2 separate regions of the Sus scrofa genome follow, and region 1 is linked to region 2. The links are chromatin contacts, called in public Hi-C maps. All regions are on one chromosome and are shown on one strand. Each heading gives the region's core, a stretch centred on a gene start, on an enhancer-like site or on the middle of the called end of the contact. The rest is flanking DNA. Distances are from core to core; before and after follow the strand shown. Region 1 overlaps CAPN1 (calpain 1). Region 2 holds the start of DPF2 (zinc finger protein ubi-d4).

Region 1 (3,684 bases), core at 288-2,787, 120 kb before region 2:
GTGGCCCTAAAAAAAAAAAAAAAAAAAAAGACAGAAAATAAATAAATAAATATAACCTTAATCCAGTCACATCCCTCCCCCGTGCAGTCCTGATAGGGGCTCCTTTTGCTCTTTGATTCAACCCACACTTCGTGCCACTTCCCTGGTCGCCCGTGCTCACTGGAGCCCCATGTGTGGGTCTTCTCTCCTGCTCCTGCTTCCCAGGGATTTCCCCTTCAGGTCTCAGCTCAAATGTCATCTCCTCAAAAATGCTTTTCCTGCCCCACTCCAGCTTGCTTTCTTTGTAATTGGTTTTTTTTTTTCCGTCTTTTTAGGGCCGCACCTGTGGCATATGGAGGTTCCCAAGCTAGGGGTCGAATTGGAGCTACAGCTGCCGGCCTACGCCAGAGCCACAGCCACACAGGATTGGAGCCACATCTGCGACCTACACCACAGCTCACGGCAATATTGGATCCTTAACCCACTGAGCGAGGCCAGGGATCGAACCTGCATCCTCATGGATGCTAGTCAGATATGTTTCCGCTGCGCCACAACGGACACTCCTCGTTGTGATTGTTGATTCACCTGACTTGCTCAGATTCTGCCTCCCCTTGTGGCATGTGAGCTCATGAGGGCAGGGACCATGTGTGTCCCCACTCCTTATCTGTCACTTGGCACACAGTGGACTCTTAGTAATAGTTGTTGAATGAATGAATGAATGAATGAATGAGTAGACACATGGGGGGGAAGATTTGGTCGGGGGCTGCCTGGCCACTCCTCTGATCCCTGCTTCCCCACCTTCTGCAGCCACCTTCTGGGTGAACCCCCAGTTCAAGATCCGGCTGGAGGAGACGGATGACCCAGAGGACGACTACGGGGGCCGTGAGTCAGGCTGCAGCTTCGTGCTCGCCCTCATGCAGAAACACCGCCGCCGGGAGCGCCGATTCGGCCGGGACATGGAGACCATCGGCTTTGCCGTCTATGAGGTGAGCGGCTGGATGGATCCAGCCAACACTGCCGAGAAAGCCCGCCTCCTCGCCCACCACAAGCGAGCTCCGCCAGGGGGCGCCAGAGAACATGGCAGCACCTGCCCATCCTGAGCTCCTGAGGTGGGCAGCCCTGTCCCAGGGCTTGGGGAGGCACCTGCTGAGGCCCTCTGCCAAGATTGGGGCAGCCAGGGTCCTAAAATGCATCCGGTGAGGCGGCTGGAGGGGAAGGAAGATGCTTGGCTGGAAGAAGGGAAGATTCTGGGATTCCTCCCATCCTTAGAGGCCAAAAGGGTACCCTTGGTCAGTGGGCTCTGGCTTAGCTGACACCTGGGAGGCAGCTTCTGGCAGACAGACTTTGGCTGAGCTTTAGGAAGAAGTGGGCAAGTGGTCTGCCCTGGAGGAGTGGTGAGCTCCCTGTCTTGGAAGTATGTAAGCAGAGGCTGGCCATGGAGGGCCCTCCTTCACGGGCTATGTCCCAGGCAGAAACTTCTTGACCTCCCTGGGGATAAAGGATGGCCACGGCCTTGGCCCAGGCCCTGAGGCCCTGGCAGCAGATGTCCCTGGGCTGGAGGACGTGGCAGGTGGCTGCCCGGGGGCCTCTCCGAAGTCCAGCTCTGATTGAGAGCTGAGGTACGGGACATTCCAGGGACAAAGAGGACCCTTCGTGGGCCTCTCTTCTGGGGTCCTGGGACTTTTCTCTAGCATGAAAACAGGTCTGGGTCAACCCTGGCCCCACGACCAGGACCCCATCACCTGGTCCCCTTATCCCATGACTCTCATCCTGAGAATTCAGAGGCCCTGCCCAGCACACGCCCTGCCCCCTGCCCTGGGCAAAGCAAACATCTAACTTTCCTCGTCTCTCCTGACAGGTCCCTCCGGAGGTAGGTGTGCCATCTGACTCACCTGGATTTACACACCTTTGAACGCACCTGGCCCGATGGTGCTCAGAGCGGGCAGGACTGCGGCAAGCCCACACATAAAGCGCTGAGAAGTCACTTCGTTTTATGGCTCACAAAGTACCCCCATGCCCCTGCCCACTCTTCAGTGGGCAGAGCAAAGATTGTCCTCCTGGGGGTCAGAGCAGGTAGTAGGTAAGGGAGCTGGATTTGAACCCTGGTACTCAGAACACCACATACCCGCAAGGCTCTTCCTGTCTCAGTGTTTCTGCTGAGTAAGTGCTGGCTGAGGAGCGTGGCGGTGGATGGGCTGAATCTTCTGGACCCTTGAGCAAGTTGCTTAGGCACTCAGCCTCAGTGTCTATAAAATGGGCTGTCATGAGCACTAAATGAGGTGCCCCCCTGCAGTGCCTGGCACAGGGAGGCTCCAGCTCTGAATAATGCGTTATTTCATGGGGTCCATTCACCTCCACTGTGTGCAGTAGGCAGGGCTGTTACCCCCATTTTACAGATGAGGAAACTGAAGCAGGGTGACTTGTCAGGGTCAGGCGGCTCGTGGGGGGGCTGAGCTGTGAGCCAGCTCTGCAGCCCCTTGGTCAGAACTTGGAACCTGGGGTCTGGGTCTGGGTCTGGGGGCAGCTCCTCAGGGTGGGCTGCTGAGCAGGCAGCTGCAGCCCCCATTCCCTCCTCCCCTCCGGCCAGCTGGTGGGCCAGCCGGTGCACCTGAAGCGGGACTTCTTCCTGGCCAACGCCTCTCGGGCCCGGTCCGAGCAGTTCATCAACCTGCGGGAGGTCAGTACCCGCTTCCGCCTGCCGCCCGGCGAGTACGTGGTGGTGCCTTCCACCTTCGAGCCCAACAAGGAGGGCGACTTTGTGCTGCGTTTCTTCTCAGAGAAGAAAGCCGGGACCCAGTGAGTAGAGGCCCCAACCCACCCACTCCCCCGCCTCCCCACGCCCCTCCTGCTCCCCAGCTGACCAGCCCCTCTGTCTCCCCACCCTCTGCAGAGAGCTGGACGACCAGGTCCAGGCCATTCTCCCCGACGAGGTACGTGCCCTGCCCCCAGCAGCCACCCTCCTCCTCTCCCTCACCCTGGGAACCCGAGTGTCCTGTCCCCTGATCTCTGGCTGGCGGGGCACAGTCCCTCCTGGCAGGAGCCAGAGGAATAATACAAATCTCGCATTGGCCCAGCACTTAACAGTTTGCAAAGGACTTTGTGATAATAACGGCCCAGGGTCCCTGGGCTCTGGCTCTCTGCCAGGTCTGTGCGGAGCCCTTTACCTGGGTCACCTGGTTCTTTCATAACAACCCCGTCAGGGTGTCGTCCCCCATCTCCCCACCCAGTGGGAAACGCAGGTTCAGAGAGGTTAGGGAACTTGCCCAAGGTCACACAGCAGGAATCCAAAGCCTTGCCCTTTATCACTGGGCTGAACCTCACCCTCCACATGCAGGCCGCATGGAGAGGGAAGAGAGGGGCTGGGTTCCCACTTTACAGATGAGCAGAGTGAGGCTCAGGGAGGTGAAGGCCTCCCAGCCCTGCCTCCAGCTGCAGCCCGTGCCGGGCCGGGCTGGGGCGCCCCTGACCTGCTCTCCCGCCTCTCCGTCCAGCAAGTGCTCTCGGAAGAGGAGATTGATGAGAACTTCAAAGCGCTCTTCAGACAGCTGGCAGGGGAGGTAGGCGGGGCGTGGGGGCCCGGGGCCCGGGGCACGGCGGGGCAGCCCTGCCCCAGGGCGGGCGCCATCCTCCCTCTCCCCCCAGGACATGGAGATCAGCGTCAGGGAGCTGCGCACCATCCTCAACAGGATCATCAGCAAACGTGAG
Region 2 (3,903 bases), core at 697-3,196:
ACTTCCATATGCTGCCTGTGCAGCCCTAAAAATAAAAGAAAAGGAAAAAGAGATGGGGCGATTAAACAGAATATTTACTTTGAAAGGGCAAAAAGAAATGAGCTGATAATCAAAGGCAGACATGAGCTTTTTTTTTTTTAAGATTTAGAAGTTCTTTATTTAAAAAGTGAAGATTTCTTAAAACTGTATTAGGTGACTCAAAGATGGCTCTAGTGATGAAAACAAAACTAATGCATGAAGAGAGTTCAAGTAAAATAGTTTGAGGAGTTCCGGTCGTGGCGCAGTGGTTAACGAATCCGACTAGGAACCATGAGGTTGAGGGTTCGGTCCCTGCCCTTGCTCAGTGGGTTAACGATCCGGCGTTGCTGTGAGCTGTGGTGTAGGTCGCAGACGCGGCTCGGATCCTGCGTTGCTGTGACTCTGGCGTAGGCTTGCGGCTACAGCTCCAATTAGACCCCTAGCCTGGGAACCTCCATATGCCGCGGGAGGGGCCCAAGAAATGGCAAAAAGACAAAAAAAATAAAAATAAAAATAAAATAAAATAGTTTGAGGAAATGCTATAGTTGACATAGGCAATATTTCAAAATTAATATGTGAGGATATAAATCATTTAAAAACATTTGAATTTGTCCCTCCAGATCCACTTCCCACCCTTCTCTCCCCTACCCTCTCCCCAGGAGGTGACCTAGGTAGAGGAACATCTATGGGTTCCCTTGGGCTTTGGTTTCCGGTTGGGTTCAGCCAATGGGAGCCCAGCAAGAGATCAGAGGATGGGGAGGAGGGGGAGAGTGAGGGATTTCTCAGTCTCACTTCCTGCAAGGGCACCTCAGCCAGGATATGCCCTCACTGGAGGTCACCAATCTCCCCTGATAGTTCCTTTTTCCCACTGGTGCCTCTTCCTGCATTTCTGTGGGCTTATGATGCAAACTTCTCTGCTACTACACACCCCCAGGCAACTGTCCCCCCCCAGGTGTCCCTCCAGACCCAGCTACACTCATTAACACCCCCTTTGTAATGAACCGTCTTCTTTGTGCACCTGTTTCCCACTGGGATCTGAATATATTTAAAAAGGAGTAAAGCTAAATAATAATGTTTAATATGTATATTTAATATTACATTTACATACAATGATTTTCTCTCTATTTCAAAAAGTTTAGGAGTTGCCGTAGCGGCGCAGCGGAAAAGAATCCGACTAGGAACCATGAGGTTGCGGGTTCCATCCCTGGCCTTGCTCAGTGGGTTAAGGATCTGGCGCTGTCCTGATCTGTGGTGTAGGTCACAGTCAAGGCTCGGATCCTGCATTGCTGTGGCTAGGGCTTACGCCAGCGGCTGCAGGTCTTGATTAGATCCCTAGCCTGGGAACCTCCATATGCCGCGGGTGCGGCCCCATGAGCTTTTTTAAAAGAGGATTTTAAGTCATGTTTGTAAACGAATTTGCATGATTCAGCAGTGAAGCAGAAATGAATGGTACACAAGAGAGAGGGATAGTCTTCGGCGCCTAAGTGGAGGGAATGAGCTTAGGAGCAGGAAGCAGGGGAGAAGAGTTGGGCGCCGATAAAGCTGAAGGCAGGAATGGGGGCAAATTTGTCACAGTCCAATATTCGGGCCAAAGAACGTCAGGTTCTGGGAGTTGCTTTTTCTTTCCCTAAAATGGGCACGTGTTTGGCAGCTCAAGAGGACTGTGCCCTACTACTATCACCAACCCCTGGCCAGCAAGTGAGGGCAAAGGGTTAACCACGAGGTTAAAGGTCTGCGAGGTAGCAGGACGCATAAGCTTCACCTACACCACCTCCGGGCCTGCCAGTTTTCACCAAGCCCTCACCTTCTCATTTCTGGACCATGTTACACGTTCCCTCCCTTCTCCCGCTCCCCTACACGTCAGAAGCGGAGGTAGAGCTGGAGCCTCGCGCCGCCCCGGCCTCGGTCTCCATTGCGCCTGCGCACTAGTTCCTCGGCTCCCCGGCCCCCAACAGGCAAGCTCGTTCTCGGCAGCTCGCTCTCGGGCGCGCTCCCGGGCGGCGCCTGCGCAGAAGGACGAGGAAACTGGTTCCCCGTGCGGTCCCGGCGCCTGCGCGCTGCGCTCTCCGGGCCTCCCGGCCTGAGGTAGAGGAGCCGGGAAGATGGCGGCTGTGGTGGAAAATGTAGTGAAGCTGTGAGTGGCCGTTTTCTTTTCCTCCTAGGCCGGGAGGTCTTGTAAGGGGCCTGGGAGTAGGGGGCGGTGCGGGAAGGGACGAGGCGGAGAGAGGGCCTTGCCTGGGAAGGCCATGTTGCGACTCCTAGTGGGGAGGACAACCCGAGACTCCGGAGGAGACGTTGCTCTTCTTTGGAAACTTGTGGAGGCCCTGAGGGGGGCACACGGGAGCCCCTAACGGGCAGCCTCCCGGAGGGGCTGTGCGGTCTGGGCGCTCCCTTCGGGCTGACGGTTTCCAGAGTATGGCGCCCTGGTCGCCTACGAAAGACAGTCCCGGATTCGCTCCCGAGACGCCTCAGTCCGGTGGAGCCGGGCCGAGGGCGGACCCGGGAGCGGCCGGAGCCCCCGCAACGCCCCGCCGCCGACCCCTCCCCATCGGCCGCCCGCAGCCGGCCCTGGGGGAGCAGGCTCCGCAGCCCTCGCGCCGTTAAGCCCCGCTGGGCTGTTTTGTTCTAAACAGCTCGGTGACGTTCCGGGGCGGGCGGGCGGGCGGGGGGGTGGGGTGGTCCTCGAGTGTCAGGTACCCAAGGCCAAGAATATTCCGGGGGAGAATTTGTTGCAGAGCTGGTACTGAGGGGAAAGAACTTCAGGGGAGAGGGCCTCTGTGCCGGCCAATCCCAGCCACCAAAAGCGGGCACTGGACCGATGCAGAGCCCCGGACGCCCCGGCTGCCCGGCTATGCAATACTCTTGGGCTGACAGATTTCGAGCGAAGTTAAAGTTCATGGTTGTTCGGTAAATGGAGAATCCCGTTAGCTGTGAGTTAAAGATGCTTGGAGACTTGATTTAACCCAGCCCCCTCCGTGAGGAAGAATCTGAATGAGTTTTGCAGCTCCGTGCCCCGTGGGCGAATAGAGCAAGCTCCTTTTTAATGCGTAAATTTGGCTTGGTGCAAGGGTAGGAAGATTGAGAGGTGTCTAGTTGTCCAGTTAGGGCTTTGGGATTTTGATTGGATGACAAGGTAAAGGTTTGGGAACTCTGTCTTGGTGGTGGGCTGAGCCCCCCAAGGGCCCCTTTTTAAGGGTGCGGTGCCGCTCTGCCTCTTCTTGCCTGGAGCCTTTTCTTTGCCAGTGCTTTCCCACTTCCATTAAGCTAAGTGCCTTCTCCTTCTGTTCTTGTGGGGGTTTTTTGTTGTTGTTGTTGTTGTTTTTAAACTTGCTTTCAGCTCCATCCTGCTGCCTCTTTCAACCACCCCTCCTCCCAGCACTATTATCTTTCTCTCTGATCTGCCCACTCCAGTTTCCCCAGCTCTCTCTTCAAGCTGACATTTCCCTCAATTTAGAAATGACGCTGTTGATCTACCATTTATATAGTTATCCTGCCTGACTCAGATGTTCTTTGTTTCCCTGCCTTTCTCTTTGTTGACTCCCCCTGTCCCATTGTAAGGGAAGGTTCTACACAGACTTCATGCTTCTTGAAAAAGAATCAAAGCTTCTACCTTGGAAACGTTACTGTACTGGGGGAATGTCAGACTTGCCTAGCTGTTAGCTGTGAGCTCAAGATTCGTTGAGACTTCATTTAAGAGTTATATGTAATGAGGAGTTCCCGTCTTGGTGCAGTGGAAACCAATCTGACTAGGAACCGTGAGGTGTCGGGTTCGATCCCTGGCCTCTCTCAGTGGGTTAAGGATCCAGCACTGCCGTGAGCTTGGTGTAGGTCACACACTCGGCTCAGATCCTGCATTGCTATGGCTGTGGCGTGGGCCGCAGCTGT

What was found. A called contact is a pair of places that touch in the nucleus more often than the background predicts.
Region 1: a contact with region 2 is called in a Hi-C map of omental adipose tissue, with 1.9 times the contacts expected there. The contact joins the enhancer-like site here to the promoter of DPF2 in region 2. A contact is called at or near these places in 6 of 47 Hi-C or Micro-C datasets (epiblast stem cells, mesenteric adipose tissue, omental adipose tissue and 3 more).

What each region holds. Positions count from the first base shown.
Region 1 is chr2:7,001,649-7,005,332 of Sscrofa11.1, reverse strand. It overlaps CAPN1 (calpain 1), which reads left to right. Exons shown (of 22, transcript NM_001348784.1): 11 at 787-965; 12 at 1,838-1,849; 13 at 2,567-2,775; 14 at 2,870-2,909; 15 at 3,471-3,536; 16 at 3,622-3,679. It also overlaps the pseudogene LOC102165049. Among named protein-coding and RNA genes, the nearest start is that of SLC22A20, 7.3 kb to the right of the region's middle. Within about 2 kb of position 1,537, at least 11 of the 83 cell types and tissues checked have an H3K27ac peak or open chromatin away from gene starts, as enhancers often do. A contact at or near this core is called in mesenteric adipose tissue, omental adipose tissue and retroperitoneal adipose tissue, where this site is marked.
Region 2 is chr2:6,884,591-6,888,493 of Sscrofa11.1, reverse strand. DPF2 (zinc finger protein ubi-d4) reads left to right here and starts at 1,946. Exons shown (of 11, transcript XM_003122537.5): 1 at 1,946-2,152. The coding sequence starts at 2,121.